3 separate regions of the Zea mays genome follow, and all the other regions are linked to region 3. The links are chromatin contacts, called in public Hi-C maps. All regions are on one chromosome and are shown on one strand. The core of a region is the stretch at or near the end of the contact, and the rest is flanking DNA. Distances in the headings are between cores, read along the strand shown.

The links. A called contact is a pair of places that touch in the nucleus more often than the background predicts.
Region 1: a contact with region 3 is called in a Hi-C map of leaf, with 2.5 times the contacts expected there. The contact joins the enhancer-like site here to the promoter of LOC103635896 in region 3. A contact is called at or near these places in 6 of 25 Hi-C or Micro-C datasets (bundle sheath, leaf and tassel).
Region 2: a contact with region 3 is called in a Hi-C map of ear, with 1.7 times the contacts expected there. The contact joins the promoter of LOC100382628 here to the promoter of LOC103635896 in region 3. A contact is called at or near these places in 15 of 25 Hi-C or Micro-C datasets (bundle sheath, ear, endosperm and 5 more) and 1 of 3 datasets of contacts at active chromatin or transcription factors (leaf).

Annotation. Positions count from the first base shown.
Region 1 is chr8:130,816,789-130,819,488 of Zm-B73-REFERENCE-NAM-5.0, forward strand. No RefSeq gene overlaps it. Among protein-coding and RNA genes, the nearest start is that of LOC100382628, 81 kb to the right of the region's middle. Within about 2 kb of position 1,398, at least 17 of the 20 cell types and tissues checked have an H3K27ac peak or open chromatin away from gene starts, as enhancers often do. A contact at or near this core is called in bundle sheath, leaf and tassel, where this site is marked.
Region 2 is chr8:130,897,882-130,900,581 of Zm-B73-REFERENCE-NAM-5.0, forward strand. It overlaps LOC100382628, which reads right to left and starts at 1,309. Exons shown (of 16, transcript NM_001358392.1): 1 at 1,229-1,309; 2 at 482-1,124; 3 at 156-375; 4 at 1-74. The coding sequence starts at 1,079.
Region 3 is chr8:130,670,425-130,673,124 of Zm-B73-REFERENCE-NAM-5.0, forward strand. LOC103635896 (transport inhibitor response 1-like protein Os05g0150500) reads right to left here and starts at 1,319. Exons shown (of 3, transcript XM_008658274.4): 1 at 614-1,319. The coding sequence starts at 1,113.

The DNA.
Region 1 (2,700 bases), core at 148-2,647, 150 kb after region 3:
TTTTAGAGATCTACAACATTTATTTTAGCGATTTCATCGTACGAGTCGTTTGAAAACTCGAATAAGTAAGCATAAAAATGATTTCTAGTGGGAGTTTTTTTTAAGTAACCGCATGTAGAAATTGTTAGAAATATAGGTGTTTTCCATATCATTTTAATTTCATAAATTAACATTATGATGATGACATATAAAAGATAATTAATCATAGAAATCGTGATATCAAATATATCCATAACAATATGGAACATGAGAACATAAAGCATATGAATCATATAAATATAATAAGCATATGAACATGGTACATGTATTATGATGGAACAACTGAAAATAAACAGACAGACATAAGACATGTCATGATATATATAACATGACAGTTTGGATAAGGGTTCTCGCGGAGGGAAGCTGGGCAGCTGAAGGATAAGGGTCTCGCATGCGACCACGCCTGCCTCGCCCGAGCCCGGCGGCGGCGACGCGCGCGCGTGGCATGCCCTTGTTCGTTTCTTGACTTCTCAAATTAAGTGGAATAATTCCCACCATATAAGTCAAACCAACGACCCTTGGACTTCCAATATGGTACTATTGGTATTCTCCATCATTACACACTATAGAGTTTATTGATTAAATGGGCCAAATCCATAAAAGATCCAACAGAAATACAATTTCTAGTGACGACTTTTTTAAGAAACTGCTACTAAAAATAGCACAATCGATTAATAACCTAATCTACCTATAAAAATATATAGCACCGTAAGTTTCTACTAGTGCATAAAGCAGACATCAACAGCAGCAGCATCATCGCTGAGAAGATGACGGGAGAGATGATGGGCCTCAGCTGCTCATCCCTGAGAAGATGACGACGATGCCAGCAACTCTCCTAGCCTGCTGCACTGCAATCTCCTCTTTTTTTGAATCTCCCTTTGACCGGCGAAAGGCTACTACAAACAACTACAACGAGGCAGGCAGCACGGGCGGCGTGGCGCGCGCGTGATGCCCATATTATTATTATTATTATTATTATTATTATTATTATTATTATTATTATTATTATTATTATTATTATTATTATTATTATTATTATTATTATTATTATTATTATTATTATTATTATTAAGTTATAGATTCAATCAAGGTCAAAAGTATTTAAAACTTGGTCAAATCTTCTCTGCGCAAAATATCGTCGTCAACCTTTAAATATATCTGAATATGTAAACCGTGTCGCTTTTTTGTTTGTTTGAATGGGGAGTGTTTCTGTATTTTATACTACATAAATTCAGGGAAAAAAAAAGAAAAGGTGGGCGCATGCATGACAGGAGCGAGACGCCGAGACGTGAGGAGAGGACTGATGGCGTGGGCCCCGGCGTACAGATCCGATTGTCCAAATCATTTGGGCTGGGGCGGCGAGATTACTCAAACGCTCTCCCACGACACAACACAACCGGGTGACGTCACAGCCCCGGGCGCCGATGATCCATGCTTTTTTTCCGTCGCTCGCTTTCGCCTGACACGGTGGGCCCCACCCTGCCCCGCCTTTTTCAGGCCTGCGCTCGGGAAAACATCATCGGCTCGGAGCGCTCGCCCCATCCTTTTCTTCTTTTTTTAATGATAGATAATAATTCTAATTATTATCTTCCCCCCCCCCCCCCCCCCCCCCTGCATTTGGAATATTTATCTGCTCGATCCTTACGTGGGAGTGGGACGATATGATACATAGACGCGTGGCGGCTTAGAGTAAACGGGTAAAACTGTGCGCACGCAGATGCCATGGAATGGGCTCCGGTCCCGTCGGCGACCGGTAACGCAAAAATATGAGAGGTGATTGAAAGGGCTAATTAGTTTACTTAACGAGCTCTAAGCACTAGTTCATCTTGTTTAACTAGCTCTAAGGTATAATTAGTTTATTTAACAAGCTCTAAGTGGTAATCTTTTTGTTATTTAACAAGCTCTAAGCACTAGTTTTAGAATTCAAATCTCTCTGGTATTCGAGGGGATTAAGGGGAAATTAATTTATTTTCCCCTCATTCTTCTCCAATACCAGAGGGAACTTGAGTTTTCAAACTAGACCTGAGATGTTTTCTTCTCCGGACTAAAGGTTAGTACATGTTACATCAAATATTAATTATAAATATTAAACATAGGCTTACTTAGGTTTAATAAATTCATCTTATTTTTAGTCTTTATCTATGTAATTAGTTTTATAATTAGACTGTAATAAATATATGTAATTATCATTTAAATATTCGATGTGATACAAACTAAACTTTAGTTAGGTCAAACCAAACACCCCTAACAACGTTCTCAGAGAAGAGAGGATGGACGGATGGTTCAGTCCAGCGCTATTTCTCACGCGACATGAACAACCATCTAGGCCAAAATCAAGTTGAATGTAAAACACCGTTTTGTATTATAGAATGTAGTGTTCGTAGAGTAAAGTGAAATATGAGATGGGATATGAGATGAGATGAGTAAGCTGCTATAGACTAGCTAACTAAGGTTGTGCTTCATTAGGAACAATTCCTCTATTTACTTTATTTATTCAATATAGCACAAATTGAATTTAAATAATTTTTGGGACATAACCGATCTCAGCATAATCAATCATGTAGTTGTCTCAGTGACATCCAAACTCCGAATTCACTAGGATATAGTTGACTTCGACTCTATATTTGTAAAGGAGATATGTTCATTCTCTTTTTGTTCGAT
Region 2 (2,700 bases), core at 59-2,558, 230 kb after region 3:
CACAATGGACCTCATCAATGGCAAAAAGTGCAATCCCTGGCTTTTCTGCAAGTTTCTTCAACGGTTCCATTAATCTGCAAGAAGAGACATCACCACCAAGATAGGCCCAGCAACACGTTAATAAACTTTAGAATACCACAGGCGAGAATGATTACCTTAATATTGTCTCAGGGCAAACATAAACAATCTTATACATGCCAGCCATCGCTTTACCTTCAACACGGCTATCAGGTTGCCCTGACCCAAGGAAGCATGCGGATACCCCGTGATTTGCAAGCTTCAGGCACTGATCATGCATTAGACTTATCAAGGGTGATATGACCACCACAACCTTTGTTGTTAATAGAGCTGGGATCTGAAAACAGAGGGACTTTCCTGCCAGCAGAGTTATCCATGTAAGAAAAGGAGGACGAAACTACCATCCATGTGGGGGAAAACAATAAATTAGAGAAGATAGAGAAGAGCATTACAGAAAACACACCTGATCCTGTGGCTGCTAGGACAATACAATCCCTGTGAGCAGACCAAGCATCCAAGACTTCCTTTTGGAATGCTTTGAGGCAGGAAAACCCAAAATGCTTTTGCAGAACAGCACTAATTCTGTCCATTTGGTCGGACTCCACTGTCGAGTTCTCAACCAAAGACTGAGATTGGGGACCCGGTTCGGAACAAAAATCAACAGCCACTGGCATTACCCTGGGACCACCAGGAGCCGATGAACAAGGAAACGAAATGTTCGCTTCCCGACCAGATTCCTTTCCGCCACCAGTAGCTGAGGCAACGTGGTCCGTGATGCTGGACTGCCTAAGCCTCCCCCTAGGGTTACTCAATTTCATGCCCCTGCCAGCCGGCCGTGGCTGCGCCGTAGACAAGGCGGGACGGCCTGGCACTCCCCCTCCCCGCCTCGCCTGCCCCGCTCGGGCGTCCGACCCGCCCAGCAGGACCTCAAGCACCTCTGCGCGGCGCGGGCCGACCGCGCCGACCGCCGCGCTGATGGCGTCGAACTCGAAGCCCATGTCAAGCAGCTCGGCGATGAGGCCGTCCGCGGACACGTCGCACCCGGCGGCGTCGGGCTCCATGGGGAGGGCGGGACGCTGTCCGCGCGCCCGCCTGCAGCGGTGAGGCTACGAGAAAATCAACGAGACCGCATTAAATATCCCCCGAAACTCCGATAGCATTCAGCGGCGGCAGCGCGAGAAATTGCCGGTGCAGAGACCCCCGCCCCGACCTTGCTCTGCGCGTCCTCTGCCACCCACGGCTCGTCGGAGCGGTGGCTTCTTGAGGCGGAGGGTGGGTTTCGGAATGCGAGGGCTTCCGATTCGAATCGCGGGAGGAAGCCCGTCTTTTTTACATTTTACCCTTTTTAGGTTTTATTTTTACAAATACGCATTTTTCAGTTCCATTTCAAAAAATTGGACCCTTATCTCGACGTCATCACTATTGGCGTCGAACTACAACGTGTCGACGCCAATTAATTTGGCGTGTACATTTAAGAGCTCACGCCTATGTGGATCTGATGTGGCAGCACCTCGGTGCCGTGGATATCGGCGCCGACCTAGACGCCATGGATCTCGGCGTCGACCATAAATTCATAGTACCTACTCGCGAGACCACAAATTCAGCTGGACTAGTCCTGCAAGGATGAGTGTAAATAACTCGGCTCAAACGTGCAATTCGTTATCCATAATCCAAAAACATCCTTTTATAATAAACAAGGGAATCATGCACCAATTAAATAACGGATTGCAATAGCCCTGCAACTAAAAGTGAATACAGAAACAGAAATAGTTTAACCAAGCTCATAATTCCTTGCATGTCATGCTGTTGCAAGAACACCAAGATGCATACTGTAGCTTGATATGACTGAAGATGGGATAGTGGTTTGGTGCCTGACATTAACTGCTGATCATAGCATAATATGACACCTGAGAAATATGACGTGCATCCCACGCGACAAGACGTTTGGTGCTCACAAAAACACTTCGGGGGTGTTTGGTTCTGTGGACTAAAGTTTAGCCTGGGTCACATCAAGCGTTTGACTTTCAAATAGGAGTATGAAATATAGACCCAACCAACTGTACTAGATTCGTCTCACTTTTTAATCTTCGGCTGAGAAATTAGTTTTATAATCCGACTACATTTAATACTCCGAACGGAGGTTCAAACATTCGATGTGATAGGGGCTAAATTTTAGCAGGGGCAAACCAAACACCCCCTTCAACCACTTTGTAGGAGATGTCTACGTGGCTGACCAAATAAACTAAGTATGAAGAAGAATCATTGATAAAATGACTGCTATCATCCAAAAATCAAAAACCGATGGCCGGAGTGGTATATTTATATACATGGAGGTCGACGCCGAGATCCACGGCGTCGAGGTGCTGCCACATCAGATCCACATAGGCGTCAGCTCTTAAATATACACGTCAAACTAATTGGTGCCAACATGTAGCTCGCCGCCAATAGTGATGGCGCCGAGGTGAGGGTCCATTTTTGAAATAAAACTGAAAAGGGTGTATTTGTTAAAATAAAATCCCAAAGGACTAAAATACAAAAAAGACGGGGAGGAAGCGCCGCGTCGGAGGGGATGGAGCCAGGCTACTAACATGTGGGCGCCAGGAGATAGCATCGCGGGCCTGGCCCAGCGCAATTGTTTTCCATCTTTTGACAGAGTTGCCCCCAAACTCCACCTTCTTCTGA
Region 3 (2,700 bases), core at 69-2,568:
ATCATTGCCCGAGAAAACAGAAATGTTTATTCTGCCAAACCCACAGATCCGTGCACAACAGTAGAATCCGGAGTCAAAACTTGCCAGGAACAAAATAAAAGCTTACTGAGGAATCCAATCTAAGGTCAAACTTTTGATGGCGACATGAGCACCAAAATTGTATTGAAATCCCCTGCGAATCCTTTCAGATAGAGTACAAATCAATCTTTTGAGTAAGAATCTAAAACAGCACGCTAGTATTCACCTCAGGACAAACACAGCAGATCACACCAAATCTAAACTGGAGGCGACTACTGTTTACAAATACTACTCAACAAGCACACAAAAAAGACCAAATGCTGAGCTCAAAATCTCCCCCAAAGAAGTTCAAATCAGTTTCTCCTAAAAAGATATACTTCAGGTCACAACTACCCAAAATGACACCAAAATTTGTGGGGGTAAATGGAAAAGGTGAGGAGAGAAGGAACCAGAGGTGTTTTTTTATTTTGTCAAATACTCCTGTAAGAAACTCCCCGAAAGGTCAAATCAAATCTTTGCGGAAATGAAAGCAAGAACCACGCAGAGCAGCTTTGTAGTCTATAAGTCGAATCTGGGCCTGGATGCGCGGCCTCACCTGCAAGCAGCGGCAATGGCAGCGAGGCCGGCTGTACTGAAGCCCTCGCAGGAGACGAGGCGCAGCACCTGGAAGTTCCTGAAGGAGGCCGCGATCATCTCGAGGCAGTCGTCGGTGACGACCATGCGCTTAAAGCTAATCTCCTCGAGCAGCGGCCAGCCGGCGGCGGCGGCGGCGACCCAGGGCGCGGCGTCGGCGCCCCAGGCGGGCGGAACGAGGCCGAAGTCGGCGAAGTGGGGCTTGCCCTTGACCTCGACGGCGCGGACGGCGGGGAAGCGCTCGACGGCGTCGCGCGGGGACGCGGCGTAGCAGTTGGCGACGGCAAGGCGGCGGCGCGAGCGGCGCTCGAAGCGGAGCCAGGCGTGGCAGGCGCACGCGGCGGCGCCCCGGTCCGAGTCCGCGGGGAGGAAGGAGAAGGCGTGCTCCCAGACCTCGTCCGGGAGCGCGTGCCAGGGCGGCACCGCGGCGGCGGGGGCCGCGCGCGCGCCGCCGCGGCCCATGGGTGCGGCGGGCGCCGTCGGATCGGGCGGTCTACCCGGCGGCGGGGACGGGCGGCGGCGGTGGGGCTCGAGCGGGGGAGAGCATCTGGCTGCGGGAGCTTGGGTGGAATGGGGAGCTAGCTGCGTTTGGGCTCGGGGGTGGGGGGGGAGCCCCTCTGTCTCCTGCTCTCGTCTCTCTCTCCCCCAGGCTTCTTCTCTTTGCTACTTTAAAATACTGCTCTCTCTCTCTCTCTCTCCCTCCCCTTTCTTAAAATAAATCAATTTTTTAGATGGTTTTCGTTTTTTTCCTGCACACAATTTAGTTTCCAATTCCAAGGTCTACAGCCTATAGGGGAGAGGGAATGAACAGCGATGGGAGTGGTGGTAGCAGGAGTGGCTCTTGCTCATCAGTCTGGGCTCTGGGGGCCAACCCGTCCACGGGATTGTTTGCGCTGGTTACCACAGTAGACGACTCTCTCGTCGTGCTACTGAATCCAAAACCATGTTTATTCTCAAACGCAACCGGTCTGCGTGCGCGCGCGCAGAGGATCCTGGAGGGAGGGCGTGGTCCCACTCCCACGCAGAAGAGTGGGCAGTGGAGCCATCAGCCATGGCAGCATGTGCCTCCTCCTCTCTGCACTGCACCCTTTTACTGCCCCAGCCCCGGTGACAGCAAAATTTAACCCCCCCCCCAAAAGACATCGCCCGAGCAATTGTTTTTTATTTTTTTTACTTTGGGCCTTTTTGACCTGCTTGCGCCCCGTCGCCGTCCTATCTCAGATCCCCGATCTCGAGAAACCCTCGCCTTTTCACTGTTGAGACCGCACACATCTTTTTGCTAATCCTACCTCCGGCCGTACTTGTACTAGTGACCTACGCGCACGCACAATCTCCCCTCTCTCTCTCTCTCTGAACCCTGCAAATATCTTTCGCCTCTGTTTTTATAAAAACATGATGTTTTTTCTTGAAATTAGATTGGTTTAAGATGACTTCAAAATTTGGTTTAAATTTGGGACCGTGCGACCCTGGGAGTACATAGTATAAATTTGAATTGAAGGTGCCGTTGATCATAAACGAACTCGTAGACCACTGTTATCTTCAGTGGCACTCGATAATCCGTCTCTGTACCATCTCTTTTTTTTTCTGGCAAGCATGTTTGATGGCATCCGGAGTGTTTGAGAGATGGAGAGAGAAAAAGGAGGCGTCTCAAAAGCAAACACGTATCTGCAGCTTTATTTGCGTCATGCAGACGCCGGTCTCTCCAAAGGAAAAAAAAAACCCTCCTAGTAATTAATTACAGAGGAGAAAACTGAAAGTTTATTAGGTATATTTTGTAGGCTTGCTAGGCAGGGGTAGACACAGCAGCAGTCCTGCTACGCCTGTCACGCCTCGATGAGACGGTAACCCAGTGTCATCTTCACAGATCCTGCCCTGCCTCAATGACAGCGCTAGTGCTACCAGAGATTCTGTTTTTTGTTTGTGGGTACCATGTTTAGTTTAATGTGGATATAGTCTATAGCTCATTTAATCAGATCAAATAAGGGGTGTGTGGTTAGAGGGACTAAAGATTAGTCTCTAGTTTTTAGTCCCTTTTTTGCCAAACACTAG